2 separate regions of the Sus scrofa genome follow, and region 1 is linked to region 2. The links are chromatin contacts, called in public HiChIP or PLAC-seq maps. All regions are on one chromosome and are shown on one strand. The core of a region is the stretch at or near the end of the contact, and the rest is flanking DNA. Distances in the headings are between cores, read along the strand shown. Region 1 overlaps FGGY (FGGY carbohydrate kinase domain-containing protein). Region 2 overlaps FGGY (FGGY carbohydrate kinase domain-containing protein).

The links. HiChIP or PLAC-seq counts read pairs in DNA pulled down with a chosen protein or histone mark.
Region 1: a contact with region 2 is called in an H3K27ac HiChIP or PLAC-seq map of alveolar macrophages. The contact joins two enhancer-like sites. A contact is called at or near these places in 1 of 47 Hi-C or Micro-C datasets (epiblast stem cells) and 1 of 2 datasets of contacts at active chromatin or transcription factors (alveolar macrophages).

Annotation. Positions count from the first base shown.
Region 1 is chr6:153,179,024-153,183,803 of Sscrofa11.1, reverse strand. The region is part of intron 3 of FGGY (FGGY carbohydrate kinase domain-containing protein); the gene reads left to right. Among named protein-coding and RNA genes, the nearest start is that of FGGY, 32 kb to the left of the region's middle. Within about 2 kb of position 1,648, at least 6 of the 83 cell types and tissues checked have an H3K27ac peak or open chromatin away from gene starts, as enhancers often do. A contact at or near this core is called in alveolar macrophages, where this site is marked.
Region 2 is chr6:152,765,701-152,770,703 of Sscrofa11.1, reverse strand. All of the region lies in intron 14 of FGGY (FGGY carbohydrate kinase domain-containing protein), which reads left to right. Among named protein-coding and RNA genes, the nearest start is that of HOOK1, 59 kb to the right of the region's middle. Within about 2 kb of position 2,058, at least 14 of the 83 cell types and tissues checked have an H3K27ac peak or open chromatin away from gene starts, as enhancers often do. A contact at or near this core is called in alveolar macrophages, where this site is marked.

The DNA.
Region 1 (4,780 bases), core at 399-2,898, 410 kb before region 2:
AGTATAAAAAAGAATCCTCAGGTCAGCAGGTCAAGTCCTGGGGGCCTTCTGGGTAGTGTGACCCTGACAGCCATCTTTCTGAGATGGTTTGGGTGGGGGTGGGGGTGGGGGTGGGGGTGGGGAGTGGGGTGGTCCTACACATGGTAGGCATGATCATAAGGCATTTCCATATAAGGCTGGGGAAATGACAGCGGCTGCCTAGCCAAATCAGGTTTAAATGCATGTCACAGTTATTCCTCCAGTTCCTTGAGATAGGTTTCCGATTTAGAGAAGGAGATGCTGAAATTTTGTGATCGAAAGGCCATATAGAACTCTTGTAGGTTTCACAGGAGATTCATACCATAGATTGAAGACAATCTTTTCTTTGCTCCTACTGTAAGGTCACTCCCACCAAAATTCTTAGGAAGGTTTGAGTTTATCCAATCTTTTCACTGTTCCCTTTGCCTGCCGTTTTTATACGTGCTTACATGATGCAGGGAGCAAACCACGCTTCCTTCATAAGAAAGTTTGCGTGAGCACAACTTAGAAGGCATTGAGTGCATTTTCCATCCTTCACATTTCCTGCAAAGGTTTATTGGTTCCAAAGCACGTTCAAATCCATTGACACCTTTGATCCTCACCTGGGAGTTTCTCTCCTGTGCCACTCCTCCCCCTCGTGGAACCTGAGGCTCAGAAAGGTGAGATTACTCCAAGGTTATCTTGCAGTGACCCAACAGTGGTGGAGTTGTAGCCAGCAGAACTCTTATGATACCATATCCCATTCTCCTTTCTACTCTAGAGCTGCCTTGTGGTAGTGAGTTTTATTGAGTTTTCTACATTTCCTCTCCCAATTCCTTTATTGATTAATGGCAGTCCTGTAGGAGAAGGGCTTGCCCAAGTCAGGCATACGCTCTCTGGGCACGAGGCCAATAGGGCTGCATGGCCGGTAGAAGTTAGGGCTAGTTTATTGAGTGAAAGGTTGATGCTCTGTGAGTTTAAAGGTTTGCGGCAGCTGATTTACTCAAATAAGGGCTGCCACTTATTGGACACTGAATGCCAGATAGTGGATTAATCATATCTTATTTTGCTGAATTCTCATACCAACATTAGGCAATGTAGGTCTAAGTACTGGTTTTGTGTAACCAAAGGTCTTCTGGCTTCCCAAAGTCACATGACTTGTCAGTGGCAGAGCCAGTTTTCGGAGTCAGGCAGTCTGCACCCAACACCACTGATTTTAGCCATCACCCAGAGATTTCCAAGCCAGGTTGGAAGGACATGGCAGGCAGAGGACGCTGTGCTTATAAATGCTAGAGAGACATGATCCAGCAACACAGGAGGGTGACTGGAATGACTGGAATTGTATAACCTGCCCTGGACCACATAAGCAGAGAGACATAGCAGAGATTTGAAACCAGGTCTCCGTGACTCCTTGTCATGAGACCATGCTGCCTGACAGAATTGGGCTTGGTCCTCATACTCTTCTAAGTCTAGGTGGACCAGTGCAGTATAGAGGTACAGGGCCCTCTCTTGGTGCTGTGGGGCAAAGTTATGCCAACACTCACAGGTGGGTCATGAGTGATGCTCTTCCTTAGAGCTCATGCGCTCTCTGTAGGATGAGTCTCTGGGCAAAAGAACTTCTCTGATGACAGAGGCAACCATGTGGTGGAATAGGAGGAACACAGGCTCTGAATTTCAGTTCTGGCTTTGCTGTCAGCTGGCTGTGCGACAGGGGTAAGTTCAAGTTCTCAGTCTCTGGAGCCTGCTTCTTCTTCCCTTCCTTCCCCAGTCTTCCACTTATTTTTTTATATGTTTGCCATACCCACGACATGTGGAAGTTCCCAGGCCAGAGACTGGACCTGAGCCACAGCAGTGACAACACCAGATCCTTAACCCACTAGGCCACCAAAGAATTCCAGTCCAATTTTTTTTTTTTTTTTTAATGAAATGGAAATACTAAGTGTTTCTTCAGAGGGCTTTGTAAGGATTAAATAAAGTTGTATATGTAAAGTAGTTTCCTCATTATTTTTTTTAAATAATAACAACAAACAATAAAATGTCACCATATGTTGAGCATCCACTGTATGTCACCTATTTCACATTTGAAAAAATAATGTTTTTCTTTATTGAAAAGCTGTTATAATTGTGTGTAGCTTTTATTTGAGAAACATGTTAAACAGTAAGAAGTAGAATCCTAAATGACCAGCCTGGCATTCCAAAACAGGAAAAAAGAATAGTGTGTTTTAAGAGGTGGTGGACACTTTTGAGATGACTTTTGTAGGATTTCAAAGGTTGTTGTCATGTTTTAAGTTGATGGGAACCAGTAATGGGTATGGCCACTCAGGCATTTTCACAAAAGGAAACCATGGAAATGAAAATGTAAAAATAGAATTAATCAATAAATCTATTAACTTAAAAAATTATATAACAAAGTGAAAAACTCCCATCTCCTCCAGCTGCCATTTCTGCTCTCAGAGGCAACCACTATTAACAGTTTGTTGTTGTTTTTTTTTTTCCCTTATTCGCATATCATGAATATTCTTCCATTTCATCTTTTATAGCTCATCTCTTAGAAAAAAAAATCATTCAATGTTTTTCATGGTTTATATACTATAAAGTCCATTCATTTTAATTGTATAGCTCAGTGATTTTTTTAAACTTTCATGTCTGTGTAATCATCACCATAATCCAATTTTAGAACACTTCTGTTACCCTCACAAGTTCCCTTATGCCTGTTTGCAGTCATTCTCCAGTCTTAGTCATAGATAACCGTTTTCTGTCATTGTAGTTGTTCTGTTTGTAGAAATTTCATGGAAAAGGAGTCACACAACATGCCTTCTTTTTGCGTCTGACTTCTTTCACTTAGCATAGTGTTTTTAAGGTTCATTCATGTGGCTTCACATATCAATAGTTCATGTCTTCTGCTGAGTACACTTCCACTGTATGGGTAGATCACACTCGGTTTCACCATTCGGTTAACTCATAATGAACATTTGGTTTGTTTCTAGTTTTAGGGTATTATGAGTAATACTGCTCTGAATATGCACATACAAGTGTTTGTGTTGGCATATGTTTTCATTTTTCTTGGGTAGACCTTGATGGGTTATATGATAAGTTATGCTTAAAAATTGCCAAGCATTTTTTCCAAAGTGGCTGTATTTTACATTTTTACCAGCAATGTACAGGGGTTCCACCTTCTCCACAATTTTTTTTTCTCCACAATTTTTGAACACTTGGTGTTGTCATCTTTTTAATTATAGCTATTCTTATAGGTGTGCAGTGGTACCTCATGATTTTCCTTTTCCTTTTTTTTTTGTTTTTTTTTGTTGTTGTTTTTTTTGTTTGTTTGTTTTCGTCTTTCTAGGGTCATACCTGCGGCATCTGGAGGTTCCCAGGCTACGGGTCCAATAGAAGCTGTAGCCACTGACCTACACCACAGCCACAGCAACGCAGGATCTGAACTGTGTCTGTGACCTATACCACAGCTCACAGCAATGCTGGATCCTTAACCCACTGAGTAGGGCCAGGGATCAAACCTGCACCCTAATGGATGCTAGTCAGGTTCGTTAACCACCGAACCACGAGATAGGAACTCCTACTTTTCATTATCTGTCTGTCTGTCTGTCTGTCTGTCTGTCTTTCTTTCTTTCTTTCCTTCCTTCCTTTCCTTTTCCTTTTCCTTCCTTCCTTCCTTCCTTCCTTCCTGTCTTCCTGTCTTCCTTTCTGTCTTTTTGCCTTTTCTAGGACTGCACCTGAGGCATATATGGAAGTTCCCGGGCTAGGGGTCGAATCAGAGCTGTAGCCGCCAGCCTATGCCAGAGATCCAGCAGCTCGGGATCCAAGCCGCGTCTGCCACCTACACCACAGCTCACGCAATGCCAGATCCTTAACCCACTGAGCGAGGCCAGGGATCTAACCCGTAGCCTCGTGGTTCCTAGTCGGATTCATTAACCACTGAGCCTTGACGGGAACTCCTCATTTTCTTAATGAGTGATGATGTTGAGTGTATTTTCTCGTTCTTTTTGGCCATTCATAGTCTTCTTTGGTGATACGTATATTTAAATCTTTTGCCCATTTTATAATTGTGTTGTTTGTCCTCTTATTATTGTTATAAGTATTCTTTATATGTCTATTATAAGATGAATGAATTGCAAATGTTTTTTCCCAAACTGTAGGTTATCTTTTCATTTTCTTATGATTTCTTTTAAATAGCAAAACTTTAAAATTCTGAAGACGCATTTATTATTTTCTTTTTCTTTTATGAGGCTTGCTTATTATTAAATCTTTGTTTAACCCATGTCAAAAGATTTTTCTTCCACAGGTTTTATAGTTTTAATTCTTACATTTAGTGACATATATTTTGCATTAATTTTTGTGTATGGTGTGAGGTAAAAGTCTAAAAATGTAAGTTCTTATTTATTTATTTTGCATATGGGCATTTAGTTTTTCTAGTACCACTATCAGACAAATTATCCTTTCCCCATTGAATATTCTTGGACCTTATACAAAAATCAATTTACCATTAATGTTTGCATGTATTTGTTATATTTTTCTTCTTTCATTCATGTATAAGTTTATCATACTAGTGCTACAATAAGTCATGGTAGTTTTATAGTAAGTTTAAATCAGGTAGCATAAGTTCTTCAGCTTTGTTCCTTCTTTTCAAAAGTGCTTAGGTGCGTCTGTGTCCTTACATTTGTATATTAATGTTTGGAGCAGCTTGTCCTTTTCATTAAAAAGTCTGCTGGGATTTTAATAGGGGTTGTGTAGAGTCTGTAGGTTTATTTGAGGGGACTGCCAACTT
Region 2 (5,003 bases), core at 809-3,308:
GTGCTTCTCAGGCACAAGCACACGCTCATTCTTAGCCAAGGAGATCACACAGCTAATGAGCAGCAGAAGTGGGATTTGAACTCAAGCCCAGAGGACGCAAGCATCAGGCTTTTTGCATTGTAGGGGGGAAGTGTGTAGGGTCTGAGCGCAGGGCTAAGCAAAGGCCTGGAGTCAGAAGGGGCTCTAAATTCTGGCTTTTCTGCATTTTTGACCTTGGGCAAATTCTTTATACTCTCTCAGTTCACTTCTTGGTCCATGAAGGGGGAAGAGGTGATGATATCTGTGTCATAAAGTCGTTTTGAGAATTTCAAGAGTCACGTCCATAAAGCGATTAGTGCAGCGCACAGCACAGAGCAAGCACCTGGGAAATGTTGGCTTGAACCGGTAACCTAGCAACTGCCACGGAATTGGCTGCTGGGACAATGAATGCTTTGTTTTTCTGATCATACCCCATCAGTTATAAAAATTTTGAGCTTGCATCCTCAATATGTGGAAATGTATTTATGAAGAGGCATACACATGTTTTATTGGGCTTATAGGTTATCTATATTATAAATATAGCTGAAATAAAAGATTTCAAATATTTGCTCATCATGATGTTATTATACTAACATTAGACAGTGTCTAAAGATCCACAATCTAAGGCCAGGTGAGTTTTGAATGATTTTTTTTATTATTTCTAAATGATTTTGTATGTGCCACTGTATTTATATCTCAAACAGTATTCTTGATCATTTTAATTTTTGTCTCAATTCTTGTCATAGTCTAAGCCGTCTTTGTTTTTACCTTATACTGTGAAAAGCTAATACCAGGGAAAAGTGTCATCATTTTTCCTTTTTGTTTACTTGAATCTGCACCGTGACCATTGCCTTTAGTCCTTTGGCCAAGTCTTTCTCAGTTGCTTGCCCATTTTGTGAGAGTTTGTTTAAATAAAATTAGATAGCCCCTATACACTCCCACCCTGGAACATGTAGATGACGATGGGTAGCAAACCCCTGGAAGCTGGGGACATAGACTGGAGGGCATGCTGTCATGCCCCCATGATGTAAGGCTCTCACTCTTACCTTGGGAGATTTCACGTGTCTTACTCACTCATGACTGTCTGATGAGGGACCAACGGGTGGTGCTGGTGACAATCTGCGTATTAAGTGCTGGTAAAGTTGAATTCATTTCTTTAGACTACACGTCTTATAAACGGCACTTCCAGTATGTTTTTCTGGAATCCTAACCAACCACTTCAGCACTCCCTGGAGTGAATGTTTACCATTTTAGAAACACCATTCGATGATCTTCCATAACCTCTGTCATGAAAGTCATCACCCTTTCATTCAGCAGCTCAGCAAACATTAACCAAGCCCCTGTAAGTGATAGGACCATGTTGGGCATGAGACCTACACTGGCATGCTTACTACCTTCAGGGAGTTCATGGAATAGCTCTCCCCAGGCCAGGTTCTGGTTATTCTTCCTGATAGACCATGACGCTGCACACTGCCAAGTTTGCAGTGTCCTTTGATTCCTGGCTCTAGACTACCTATAGCCTTCCCAAAGTCTTTTTTTTTTTTTTTTTTTTTTTTTTTTTTTTTTAGGACCACACCTAAGGCATATGGAAGTTCCTGGCCTAGGGGTCAGATTAGAGCTGTAGCTGAGACCTACAACCACAGCCACAGCAATGCCAGATCCGAGCCACATCTGTGACCTATATAGCAACTTGGGCAACGCCGGATCCTTAACCCACTGAACAAGGCCAGGGATCAAACCCACATCCTCATAGATACTAGTTGGGTTCTTAACCCACTGAGCAACAATGGGAACTCCAACCTTCCCAAGTCTTAAGGCCGTTGTTCCCCTTCCCCTGCGCAGGGGAAAAGGTATCAGGTCCCATGCTTCCCAGATTTCCCGCGTTTGTGTGTCTGCCACTCATGGAATCCCCATCTTCTGCAAGGGGGCTGAAGAGCCCCTACCTTTCTTAAACCTAACTTCCCTGGGTAGCTCACTCAGTGTAGCCGGAAGCCCTTGGCTGGCTCCCAAGCCAGGCCGTAACCCGTGAGAACTGGGAGTTCCCTGTGCCCACACAGCCTGATGACGGCCGGCTCTGCTCCCAGGGAAGTGGTGAGCAGCCTGTGCAGACGGGTATCTCAGCCTTGACACACCAGCGAAGGGTCAGCTCCCATGAATGCGGTCTTTCATGGCCTTGGTACAGGGCTCCTATTTTTTCCCTACAGAAACCCTTGCACTTGCTTTCAGAAGTGACGATCAAATGTGAACTTTCATGGTTTATTTATAGCTCGGCCTTATAGAGAGAAAGAAAAGAAGTGATTAAAATGCAATTTTACCAAATATTTTGTTTTCAAAAGCTTTCATTGTGTGGGCAAAAAGGAAAGAGAAGAGCCCCTGTATTCGTTGTGCTGTCTAGACTCCCAAACAAAGAGGGTAGCGTGCCGCAAATCCAGATTGTCCGGCTCCAGCCTGCTGACAAAAAGTATGAATTTTGAGGCCAACTTCAAATACACTCTTTTAACAGAAATATATTGTGGAGGTGACTATATTTAGCACTGTCAGCATTTCCATAATAAATTCATATTGTTATGCTGTGGTAATTTCCAGATTTACTGCAGCCCGTGGGTTCATGAGGTTTCAGTTTTATGTTAATTATTTGGAGAAATGGGAAAACTCAGCAGTGCTATTTCTGATGACAGCACTGATTCTCTGGGCATTCTCCACATTGTGTCAAATACCCTTAATGAGCCCTGCCTCCCAAGAGAGACAAAAGTGAGCACAAGTCATTCTGGCTGCTTGTAGAAGCATAACTTTTTTTTTTTAAGAGTGCAGTATAGTTTTATTTTCTTTAAAATGATCAAATCCCTACATGCCACTCTAGAAAGTTAAGAAGACATACAGAAAAGCAAGTTCGCAAGAGAAAAATCATCACCCATGCTCTTGAACCTGTTAGTATTTTATATATTTTCATCCAGTGTTTACTATGCATGTGTTTCTTGGGTTTAGCACAAACACAGTTTTTGAGGTAGAAATGAAAAACAACTGTGTTTGTGTTGTTTTGCTCTACTTATTTATTTGTTGACATATAGTTGATTTACTGTTTCTGGTGTTCAGCAAACTGATTCAGTTATATACATCATATATTAGGTTATATATGGATGTGTGTGTGTGTATGTACATACACATACATAACCTTTTTCATATTCTTTTCCATTATGGTTTATTACAAGATATTGGTTATAGTTCCTGGTGCTAGAGTAGGACCTTTTGTTTATTATTTTATATGTAGTAGTCATATCAGCTAGTGCCAAATTCCTAATTTATCCCTCCCTCCCTTCCCCTTTGGTAACTATAAGTTTGTCTTCTATGTCTGTGAGTCTGTGAGAAACAACTGTATTTTTCACATACACTGTCCATTTTCTCTGCCCTGGTTAAAAATTCTGATAATTCTGTTACTTTCTTAGATAAGTAGAAAGCCACTTAGATAATACAAGTTTTATGGTCCCTTTAAGTTGTGATACCTAACCAAAATCCAGACATTAGAGTATCAAGAAATATATAATAGTCATCACTTCTCATCTAAAGATAAGACAACTCCTTACTCCTTGAGCCAAGGATGCTATCTGTACATGTCAGGAAGGAGATGGCTGTGATCAGATTCTTCTTTTTTCCTCATTCACTTTCTCTCCAGTATATTAGCTTTCTTCTTGTTCTTCTGATGTGGTTGGAGGGTGTGAGGGAAGAGAGCTTAGCAGTGTAGGAAAGTTCTTTTTTTAATGAATTTTATTACATTTATAGTTGTACAACCCAATTTTATAACATTTCTATCCCAAATCCCCAACACATCTCCCCACCCCCAACCTGTCTTATTTGGAAACCATAAGTTTTTCAAAGTCTGTGAGTCAGCATCTGTTCTGCAAAGAAGTTCACTGTGTCCTTTTTTAGATTCCCCATGAAAGTGATAGCATATGATGTTGGTGTCTCACTGTCTGACTAACTTCACTTAGCATGATAATTTCTGGGTCCATCCATGTTGCTGCAAATGCCATTCTTTCTTTCCTTTTAATGGCGGAGTAATATTCCATCATGTATGTGTACCACATCTTCTTTATCCACGCCTCTGTCAATGGACATTTAGGTTACTTCCATGTCTTGGCTATTGTATATAGTGCTGCAATGAACATGTATCTTTTCGGAAAGTTCTTATCTTGATCAGCGCTGCCATAAATGGACTTCATGCCCTCTTAGTTTAGACCAGGACCTCTTAGTTATGTGTTTACAGCTAGACTCTGTCATAGCATAGTTTCTTTCTTTCTTTTTTGAGACTTTTCCACTTATGGACACCTCTCACTTAAGTTTATCTTGTCCTGGTCCACACCTTTTAGTCTAGTAAATTGCTTACTTTTTTAATTCCTTAGAAATCCCATAGGTTGTCTCAGGCTTCTTTTTGTAGACTCCCTCTGCCTCCCTAGGTGGGCATCTTGGATGGGATCTAAGACAACCCATGATGCACTCTCACCTGTGGGCAACCTTGCATTCATGGGAAACAGTCATGCCTTTTAAGTCAGATAGACTCTGGCAGTGCTGGCTGATCACAATCCTTCACGTCTACACTGAAGCCAGAGCTGCTTCTACAGACAGGAGACTCAGTCTATCCAGATCCCTGTGCGTCTCAGGGAAGCCATGCTCTCTTGATTCGTGAAGGGAAGACTCCTCATATAATCCCTTGCAAAGAGTTCTGAGGCTTGATAAACACACAGCTCTTCCTAAAAATCCATCTTTTTCTGACCTTCCATGTAGATGAAAGGTTTAAGAGTTAATGGATCCTCCACTACTCTTTTTACAAATTCTTCAGGGTGGTCTATTTCCAACTCACTTTGGTATCTTATATCTGTCATCTTTAGATCTCAGCCAAAACTTTCATTTTAGCATTCTTTCACGTGTATGATCCTTAAGTTCATTCATCCCATAGACATTCACTGAGTGCTTACCATACGCCAGATGCT